3 separate regions of the Mus musculus genome follow, and all the other regions are linked to region 1. A link is a contact called in public promoter capture Hi-C data. All regions are on one chromosome and are shown on one strand. Each heading gives the region's core, a stretch centred on a gene start, on an enhancer-like site or on the middle of the called end of the contact. The rest is flanking DNA. Distances are from core to core; before and after follow the strand shown.

Evidence for each region. Promoter capture Hi-C pulls out the DNA fragments that hold promoters and counts their contacts.
Region 2: a promoter capture Hi-C map of pre-B cells shows a contact between it and region 1. The contact joins the promoter of 2510039O18Rik here to the promoter of Mtor in region 1. A contact is called at or near these places in 12 of 39 promoter capture datasets (the C10 cell line, the HPC-7 cell line, HPC-7-derived erythroid cells and 8 more), 8 of 484 Hi-C or Micro-C datasets (CD4 T cells, the P5424 cell line, adipose-derived mesenchymal stem cells and 3 more), 6 of 115 datasets of contacts at active chromatin or transcription factors (embryonic stem cells, large pre-B cells, pro-B cells and 1 more) and 1 of 9 other capture datasets (adipose tissue).
Region 3: a contact with region 1 is called in a promoter capture Hi-C map of neural stem cells. The contact joins the promoter of Fbxo6 here to the promoter of Mtor in region 1. A contact is called at or near these places in 27 of 39 promoter capture datasets (the 3T3-L1 cell line, 3T3-L1-derived adipocytes, the C10 cell line and 19 more), 2 of 15 datasets of contacts at CTCF or cohesin (hippocampal excitatory neurons and large pre-B cells), 65 of 484 Hi-C or Micro-C datasets (the 63-12 cell line, B cells, the C3H10T1/2 cell line and 45 more), 48 of 115 datasets of contacts at active chromatin or transcription factors (the 230-238 cell line, the HPC-7 cell line, the NIH/3T3 cell line and 33 more) and 6 of 9 other capture datasets (adipose tissue, embryonic stem cells, embryonic tail and 3 more).

Annotation. Positions count from the first base shown.
Region 1 is chr4:148,446,765-148,450,075 of GRCm38.p6, forward strand. It overlaps Mtor (mechanistic target of rapamycin kinase), which reads left to right and starts at 1,818. Exons shown (of 58, transcript NM_020009.2): 1 at 1,818-1,923.
Region 2 is chr4:147,939,180-147,942,490 of GRCm38.p6, forward strand. 2510039O18Rik (RIKEN cDNA 2510039O18 gene) reads left to right here and starts at 1,716. Exons shown (of 3, transcript NM_029841.3): 1 at 1,716-2,878. The coding sequence starts at 1,846.
Region 3 is chr4:148,150,537-148,153,847 of GRCm38.p6, forward strand. It overlaps Fbxo6 (F-box protein 6), which reads right to left and starts at 1,493. Exons shown (of 6, transcript NM_001163706.1): 1 at 1,406-1,493. It overlaps Fbxo44 (F-box protein 44), which reads right to left. Exons shown (of 6, transcript NM_173401.5): 6 at 2,263-3,108. The coding sequence ends at 2,965.

The DNA.
Region 1 (3,311 bases), core at 568-3,067:
CCCGCCCCACCCCCATAGCTTCTCTCTGCTTTCCCGAGACAGCCTTGGCAGTTGGAAATAAACTTTTTCTTTTTTCACCTATGGAGCAGCTATTTTGGTTTCTTTGCTGCACCCGTTTCATTCCCTTGAAAGCCAGTCTCACCTGGAACTCTACATAGCAAGTTTTAGGCCATCCAGGGATGTACAGCAAGGCACTGTCTTAAAAATAAAAAATAAAAGTTAGACATAGTGAAGAACAGCCAACTTAGAGGAACACCTTATTTCCTTAATTACCTTAACCAAAAGTGACAAGACAAAGGATTTAGGTCACCTGCCAGTTTGGTTCCTGGGCCACGCATTAACACTTGCCTGGCATGTAGATTTTCTGAAAGCTTTATTTCTTCAACAGTTCTTTTCAATATACAAATAATTGGTGGCACAGTCTAAAGAAAGTGTGTCTTCCCCAAATCTCATTACATTTTAGTTGGCATTTCCCCAAATTAGTATCTAGGAAGTGTTATCAATGCTTTATAAAGGGTTGTATTGTAGTATAACTTGTACTTTGGTGTGTTTTTAATTTGTTTTTTAACTTAAAAACATTTAACGCTTTCAACTAATTGGAAATCTTTACCTTACTAGCAAATATTTATCTGCATTATCATTACTAATAGCTTCACATGTTTCTTTTAATATTAATGTGTTTAATAGTTCACTCAAATTCCTAATTCAAGCTATTTAGGAATTTTCAGTGTGTATTACAACACTGATAAAAAAATAAAGATTTAAACAAAAGATCTGCATAAATTTCATATGAAAAATTTTAATGATACATTTTTATATATTGGAGCAGGTTCTCTGGAAGGGCCTTAAACACTGAGAAATCTCCCTAGTTCAACCTTGAATTTCTGACCCTCTAAACCTCCACCACCAGAGTTCTGGGAAGACAGGCATGCACTTTACACAGTGCTGGGAATTGAACCCACGACTTTCATGCCTATCGGGCAAACACTCTTTATTTTTGGTTTTTCGAGACAGGGTTTCTCTGTGTAGTCCTGGCTGTCCTGGAACTCACTCTGTAGACTAGGCTGGCCTCGAACTCAGAAATCCACCTGCCTCTACCTCCCAAGTGCTGGGATTAAAGGCGTGCACCACCACGCCGGGGTGGGCAAACACTCTTATCGACTGGTTTACATCCCTAGCTCCGGCTATTGCCCGTTTGAAAAATAAAAAAAAATTTTTAAGGATTTTTCTTTAAAATCTTGTATTTAAAGTAGTTCGGTGATCATCTTATCCTGAGAATGAGCTCACAAGTAAGGCAATTTGGGGACAGTGAGAATAAAAAAAAACAAAAACAAAAACAAAAAAACCCTTGCAAATGCATATTCAGTTTTACAAACGAGAAAGCAAGAGTTCCTCAGTGAACCGATTTCCAAGATATGTCTTCTGCAGTGATTCGAGAGCGTCGGACACTCGGCCCCTTCTCAGCATCCCGAGCACGATCCCTAACCTCTGCCCCAGTTCTTTCAACAGGTCCTTAGGGTACCAAACCGTGGCTCCACACGGTCACAGCGTGTGTGGAGGGGACTTGTAGTAGCGACGTACCGGAAGTGTTCGTGGAAGTGACCGAAGTCAACTCACGACTGATTGGCTCTTCGGAATAGTCCTTCGCCTCCTTTTGCTTGCCACTGGTTGCTCGTTTTGTCTATTTGAACAATCCCCGCCCTCGAGAAGCCGGTCCCGAAGCTCCAATTCTTCATGATTATTGGTGGATGTTCCTCCCCATCTTCGAGCTCGGCCCGCTGATTGGTTGTAGCGCTTACGAGCCCGCCCTCCCCACCTCCCTGGCCTAGAAGACAGCGGGGAAGGCGGGTGTTGAGGCTGGGGGCCTGAAGCGGCGGTACCGGCTCCGGCGGCGGCAGCTGAGGCGGTGGCCGAAGCCGCGCGGTGAGTCTGGGGCCTGGAGTCGGGCGCTTGCGGCTGGCGGGACGGCCAGACTCCCAGCCAGTGTGGGCCGTGCTGGGGGAGGCCCGGGAAGCCGCCTGTCTGAACCGTACAGCGCCCCAGCACCAGCTCCGCGCCCTCGGGGAGACCCCCGCAGGCTGGCGGATCTGCTCCGGGCCTTCCGTGGAGCATTTAGGTCTCCTTCTCGGGCTCAGGACCTGGAACTCCAGACCCACCTACTGACGGTGGAGCCTGTCCCCAGGAGCTCCAGTTTCGGGATCTGCCCCCTACACTTCACCATGGAGACCTGCCAGGAACCCAGACCTCCGCGCCCACGCAGGGTCAGCCTCAGGGTCACGCCCTCCCTTCACGTTTCAACCTTTCAACTCGAATTCCCCTAAGGCATTCTCACAACCTTTGGGATTTGTGACTCAAATAGTTACTTTGAATCCAGCCTGGGGCAGCTGGCTTGTGGGTAAACCTTCAAGTGACTGTCTAATTACTGACGTGATGAGAATAGAAAGTCCAAGTCGGTCTCCTTCCCGCTGCCTCGTGTGCTTACACGCTCAGTAGTGGTTTCTTCCGCTCTAAAACGGCCCAGTTCCTTTTATAGTATTTTATTCCCCCTGTAGTGTAGCGTTTGAAAGCCTTTCAAGACTATTTTACTCCTTATGTTTTGTGTTTATCCCTAACCCCGGCATGACCTTGAATTTCTTGCCTCTCCCTCAGTGCTGGGCTTAAAGATGTGTGGCATCGTGCCTTGGTTATGAGGTGGTGGGGATTGAACAAGGGGTTCTGTGCATGTTAGGCTGTGTCTCACAGATTCTTTCAAAGCCAGAGTGCTTCGGGAATTGTTTTTGTTTTTTAGTATACTCTGGCAGGATAGGTGTATATGTTAGTTACTGCCATGGCATAGTGGGCTAGCCCCTTTTTAATGGCCACTTTATTGGGGTCCCCTGGATGGTAAACTTATTGAGGGAACAAACATCACATAGTTGAAAAATGAGTGATAGTGTTGAGCTCACCATTTGAGTGTGTTGCTATTTCCTATGGTGTGTGTGTGTGTATGTATGTATTTGTTTCTAGAACTGCCTTCCCAACCCAGTGAATGCCTGTTCGTCCTATGAAATGGTGCAGTACTTGTATATAACCTTTTGTATGCTTTAAATCACACCTCCCTTGCTTTTACCTTCAAACACTATGAATGGTTGTTATACTGTACCATACACTATGAATGGTTGTTATACTGTACCATACACTATGAATGGTTGTTATACTGTACCATACACTATGAATGGTTGTTATACTCTACCATGTAGCAAATAATGACAAGAGCACTATTTATTGATGGGGGGTGGGAGGTGCCGTGCATGCAGTGGTGTGCACGTTGA
Region 2 (3,311 bases), core at 466-2,965, 510 kb before region 1:
GGTACAGAACTTAGGTCATCACACTTGCTGGCGAATGCTTTTACCTGCTGAGCCATCTTGCCATTAGATTTTTATTTTAACTTTAAGGTTCTGGGAAATCACTAGTGCTAGAGGAATATTCTGTTCTGAGCTAATAGTCTGCTAAAAAAAAAAGTGTGGTTGTTTTAGTTTGTTTTGAAATATGGTCTCACTGTGTAGACAGGCTAGCCTTGAACTTAGTAAAATCTACCTGCCCCTGCCTCTTGAAGAGTCAGATTAAAGATATGTGTACAACAACTGGCTAAAATGTGCTACTGAGCTCTGGGGTGTTTGTTTGCTTGCTTGCTTGCTTTAGTTTTTCTTTTTCTTTCTTTTTTTTTACACTGTAGCTGTCTTCAGACATTCCAGGAAACGGCATCAGATTTCATTACGGATCCCACCATGTGGTTGCTGGGATTTGAACTCAGGACCTTTGGAAGAGCAGTCGGTGCTCTTAACCGCTGAGCCATCTCACCAGCCCACTTTAGTTTTTCAAGACAGGGTTTCTCTGTGTAGTCCTGGCTGTCCTGGAACTCTGTAGACCAGGCTGGTCTCCAACTCCGAGAATTACCTGCCCTGCCTCTTAAATGCTAAGACTAACAGCATGTGCCACCACTGCTGGGCTCTTAGCATTCATTTTTGTGTGAAAATAAAAATGGGTAAAAAGCTGGACAAATGCCTTTGATTCTAGGGACTGGGGATGCTGAGAAAGGATCTTTTGGGCCTAGGAATTGTTTGAAGTCCAGTCTGGACAACAAAGGAAAGATTCTGTCTCAAAGATAAATAAAAATAAAAATCAAATCAAAACAGGACGAGCATTCTTCCAATGCGACACTGGCTTGCCACCTCAGCATACAGTTTTCTGTCTGCCTACAACCCACTAGAAGCCACCTTAAGTGACCGTTCAATTGTCAACTGTGAATTTGCAACAGCCCGTCTGGCTCTGGATTGCCCAGAATCCAAAGTGAAAACAATCGCCCACTGTCTACCTAGAATTCAAAGTGGAAACAACCACCCCACTGTCTGCTCCAGTGCTCCCAATGAATTCCGCCCCCCTCGCCCTTCCCCCCATATGGATGCTCCGGGTCTTGTCAAAGTATGAGATCTTAATGTTTCGCGTTATTTAATGAGTTAAAACTCAAGATTGACATCAAGAAAACTACTTGCTGTGTTCAAGAAACAGGCTGGATTTATGTCCCACTCTGGTGTACTCGCAGCCAGGCAGGTTTGAAACGCTGCCAACAAAATATTTCCTAGGAAATAATTTTTCAGTGGCTACCCTTCCTCCTCCTCTTCCTTCCCTCCTCCCTCCACTTCATTCCTCCCTGTCTCCTTCCCTTCTTTCTTTCCTTCCATTTACCCCCATGTCTTTTCTTCATTCAGTTAAATATAGTTTACAGAAACAGTACGTTCTTATTTTTTAACTTTAGGGCTGTTGAAACCATCAGCAGCAAACGAGGCGCAGCACATGTTGGGTTTGGCTTGCTCTCTGACTTTCTTTTCTTGCTCTCTTTTTTCCAACAAGCCGTTTGGACTCCTGCCCACACTCTTCCCTTCCCCACCCCGCCCCTCAGTCCAGGCCCCGCCCCCAAGGAGACCCCGCCCCCTCTCCAAATCCCGCCCCTGGCCGCTTTTCCACCTTGTCGCAAAAGACTCAGCGACGCCTTACGGCCGGTGGCGTTTGACGTCTAGGAGGCAACCAAGAAGAAGGAGGAAGCGGTGAAGGTGTCTGCTGGGGTGGCTGCGGCGGGCGTTGAGGAGGGCGCGGCGACGCGGCCCGGGGAGTGAGCGGCGGCGGCCGGGCGGGCAGGTTGGGCGGCGGGCCCGATGTGGCTGCAGCAGCGCCTGAAGGGGCTGCCGGGGCTGCTGTCGAGCAGCTGGGCCCGCCGCCTCCTCTGCCTGCTCGGCCTCTTGGTGCTGCTCCTGTGGTTCGCGAGCTCCGGGGCGCGGCGGGCGGCGGGCGGCCTGCACCTGCCGTCCTGGGCCCGCAGCGAGCCGGGCGCCGCCGAGCCGTCTGCCTGTCTGGAGGCGGCCACCCGCGCGTGGCGCGGCCTGCGTGATCGCGGCGAGGCGGTGCCGCTTGGCCCCGGGGTGCCAGCCCTGGTGGCCAACGGCTTCCTGGCTCTGGACGCCTCCAACAACCGGCTGTGGGTGACGCCCGGAGAGCGGGAGCCTGCCGTGACGCCGGACTTCGTGCCCTTCGTGCAGCTACGCCCGCTGAATGTGGTGGCCGAGGCTGGAGAGGCGGTGCTGCTTCTGCGGGAGGGCCTGCTGCGCCGAGTGCGCTGCCTGCAGCTGGGGACCCCGGGCTCGGGCCCTGCCGCTGGTGTCCCCGGGCCCGCCTCGGCCTCCGGGCTCTCCGCGGGGTCGGGCCGGGACTGCGTGCTACTGCAGGAGGACTTCCTGGCGCACCGAGGCCGACCCCACGTCTATCTGCAGCGCATCCAGCTCAACAATCCCACGGAGCGCGTGGCCGCGTTGCAGACTGTGGGGCCCACCGCAGGCCCAGTCCCCAAATCCTTCACCAGCACCCTGGAGAAGGTCGGAGATCACCAGTTTCTCCTCTACTCGGGCCGGTCCACACCCCTTCCATCGGGGCTGGTGCACTTGGTCGTGGTGACCTCTAAGAAGTTAGTGAACAGGCTCCAGGTGGCTCCCAAGACACAGCTGGACGAGACGGTGCTGTGGGTGGTGCACATCTCTGGTCCCATCCACCCCCAGGTGCTCAAAAGCAAAGGAGCCAAGGAGCTCAAGGCGCTGCAGGACTTAGCACGGAAGGAGATGCTGGAGCTGTTGGAGATGCCCGCCTCGGAGCTGCTTCAGGATCACCAGTACCTCTGGGCCCAGCTCTTCAGTCCCGGTGAGGCCTCGTTGCGGGCTTGGTGCCCAGCCACCACTTGACGTCCGTGTGCATACTGTCCACTTTAGTGGTGTCCCCCCATGCTCGGTGGTGGTCACACAGAGGGTTGCAACTTGGCCTTGATGTTCAACGGTTGGCTCTTCTTAAACACTTTGAAGCTATATGATCTTGGCTCTGTGGTCTTAGCTTTTTGAGCCATAACAGTAAGTTTTATAAGGTTTTAGTGGAGGTTTGAGTGTACACGTTCAGTTTTATTGTCTGTTCTTGGCCTTGAGGCCTGACCTGAGCTGGTGGAGGGGTTTGGTTTGTGAGGGGGAGAGAGTCAGTTTGTAAAGAAGAAACCATCAGGGAGATGCAGAGGCACTCTGTTTTGGCCACCGGAACTTGTTTCTGTCTGACTTCAGCTTCTGACATTTGAGACTAAGATTCACCT
Region 3 (3,311 bases), core at 243-2,742, 300 kb before region 1:
TTGCAGTAAAACTTCCTTTCAAGGCTCACTTCACCGACTTACCCCAGGTGTGAGGTGGGACCCTATGTTGTCACTCAAATGAGCCTAAGCCTCCCCACCCGCTTTCAGGGAAACAAACTGTAGCATTCTCAGAATTTTCAGAGCCTTTCCTGGAAGCTGGTGGTCTTCTGGGGGCTTCTGTCTGAGCACACAAGAGGGTGAATACACTCTGGCTCTCCGGAATATTTACTACACGAAGGAAAGGGATCACATGGGGCCAGCTTAAATTCTTAGCTAGGGAGGGGCAGGGTCTTTCAAATGCTTACAGTTTTTTAAACGTCCTGTGTCAAAATACAAAATGATAAACCCGCAGTGGTGGTGCACACGCCTTTAATCCTAGCACTTGGGAGGCAGAGTCAGGAGGATTTCTGAGTTTGAGGCCAGCCTGGTCTACAGAGTGAGTTCCAGGAGAGCCAGGGCTACACAGAGAAACCCTGTCTCATAAAACAAACAAAAAAGATTTAAAAAAAAAAAAAAAAGAAAGAAAGAAAAGAAAAGCCCAAACAACAAACCTGAGTGGAGGCACGCCCTCACAGTCCCAGATACTCGGTGGAAAGTTTGAACTTTTTGTCCCAGCCTAATCAATTTTGCTCGTCTCAAAATACAAAGTAAAAGTAAATAAGGCTGGCAATGACTCATTTAGAAGGACTGTGAACTTCCAGGCAGAAGGAGCAGAAATGTCTCCCCCTCACGGGGGTGGGGTGGGGGTGGGGGTGGGGGAGGTGCTGCCGGGTGGTAGCATGCTTATCTAACACTTGGGAGGCCCTGGGCTCCATCCTAAGGAAAGGACAACCAACAACAATCTTAAACTATGCGCATTAAAAGATGTCGGCAACTCCTAAAAGCTGCCTACACGGGTGAGTCACTGTGTCCCGAGTGGGGGGTCTCCCCCTGCCGTGGTCCTGATGGCATTCCACTCCAGTGTCACTCTCCCCCCCCAAAACAAGCCACCTTGCCAGGGAGACTACAGTGCCCCTGGTGTGCCTTAGGGGTAAAATCCACACCAGGCTGCGGCTGGGTCACGAGCGGACGTCCTACCCTAGCGCCTGAAGCCCGGCGTCCCAAGGAGAAGCCGGTGTCGCCACCGTCCGGGACCCTCGCGTGCCTACAGCAGGCCCGGCGTCCCCGCGTCCCGGCGCCGGACTCGAGAGCACCTGCCGCACCCCTCCCAAGTCTCCCCACGAGCGCGTGACCTGCGCCCGGCCCCACCCTCCCGCCGGCCACTCGCGGTCCCCGCTGCCCAGCGGCCGCGACCTGGGCACCGGAGGAAGGGGGGCCTCAGCTCTCCAGGGCCTTGGGCCTGGACCTCGGCGACCCGGTCCTCTGTCACCTCGCCCCGCCCCGTCTTCCCACTGGCGTCACGCACCGACCAGCGGGCCTTCCGCGTCGGTGCGAAGATGGTGAGCTCGGAGCTCTAGGATCCCCCCCCCCCCTCACCAAGCTGCTGCTCCACTGGCCGGGCTTCCCCGGCTTCCGTCTCCCCCTCCAGGCGACAAGCGGTTCAGCAGCTTGCTCCCACCTCGGGCCTGCTTCCTCCTCCAGCGAAGGAAGCGCTACTTAGAATCTAGTCCCTACCAGACAGGCGACTGGATCTGCCCCACCCATGGGGAGGGGCAGAGCTGTACCTCCTCTGGCTTTGTTTGTTTGGTTTTTGGTTTTGTTTTCTTGAGACTAAGTCTATTTATCCAGGAGCTCACTCTGTAGACCAGGCTGGCCTTGAACACACAAGAGATCCACTAGCATCTGCCTCCTGAGGCTGGGATTAAATGCCTGAGCCACCACTCCGTGTCCAACCTCTTTCTGGGTTTCTCTGAGGATTCTGGTCCTAGTGAAAATTAACTCACAAAGCATTTATCAAGTGAAAGTGGAGTTTCAAGGCAGGAGGTCAGCCATCCTAGCTTAACCCATCTATTCTATTTTGGAGTGAGATAATTAACTTTGACAAGCATTGTGCATCTGTTGCGTGCTGGGCTCAACCAAAAAATCAGTAAAGTTCTCGTCAAGGTGACTGCAGAGCCTGGCATGGCCACCTTGGATTGCACTCCCGGGCATGAGGGCTATAGGGCTGAGGGCTCTGCCCCTTAAGCTGGGGGATGCCATGGCCACACTCCTGAAATGCTCAACCCCTCTTTATAGCATGGACTGCAGCCACACTCCTGCCTCTCTAGGGCCAGGCAGGATTGTCCATGAACCAACCCTCCCCTCCAAAAGCCGCAGGGCACACAGAGGCTGGAAACATTTTATTTGGCTATGTAACAGGAGGGATGGAGTGGTGCTAGGGTCAAGGGGGTAGTGTGTGAATTGACGCTCCCACCGATGGGGCTGGGGCATCTTCAAGCCACAGAGGACTTGGCCAGGTCCTTCCACTCAAAACCCTGGTCCATCCTACCCCTCATCTGGCCTCTCATCCGGAGTCTTCTGGGGAGTCCTGCACTCATTGGTAGGATGACAAAGATAGTCTGATCCTGCCTATCTGGTACCAGGCCTGACTTTAAAGCCAAAGCAGAGAGCGTACAGCAGCTGACCACCAGGCTAAGGACTGGCCAGCAGAGCCTTCTATCCTAGATCTGCCTTATGACATCATTAAAGGCAGTCCCCAAGCCTGTCAGATATGTTGTCTGTCCCTGCTCTCCAGGGCCCTTGAGGAGAACAAGGAGAGAGGTCAGGGGTAGAAACAGGTCTAGGCAAGCATGAGAAGTATGGAGACCTGTTGTATCTGCCTATCCTCAGGCACTGCACCCTTAGAGGGGCAGCTTTGCTGGAGAGCTAGAGAGGAGGGTGGCCCAGACATTAGAAACTCCACACACAGGCAGCTGGGGGCAAAGGCTAACAATGAGGTCTGGGAGTTTCCACCTCCCCTTCCCAAGCCTGGCCCTTTCTGACTGTTTACTAATTAGGGCTCTGAGGACTGGGGCTCAGGAGGCATCAGGGCAGCGGGGGCCCGATGGTGATGCTGCTGTTTGTGACTCTCGGGCCGTACCAGCCGGCCCAGTAGTGAGTGTCCACGCCTCCGTGCTGAAACCAGATGTAGCGGACGCCGGGAGGATAGTTGGAGAATGTGTGTGAAACCTGAGGCAGGGGCAGACAGAGGGGAGCAGTCAGGTCTACTCTGTAAGATCTGTCTCCACTGAGTTCGAGGCCGGCCTGGTCTACAGAGTTAGTTCCAGGACAGCCAGGGCTATACAGAGAAACCCTGTCTCGGAAAAAACAAAAAACAAAACAAAACAGAAAACAAAAAAAACAACAACAAAAAAGATCTGTCTCCAAAAACA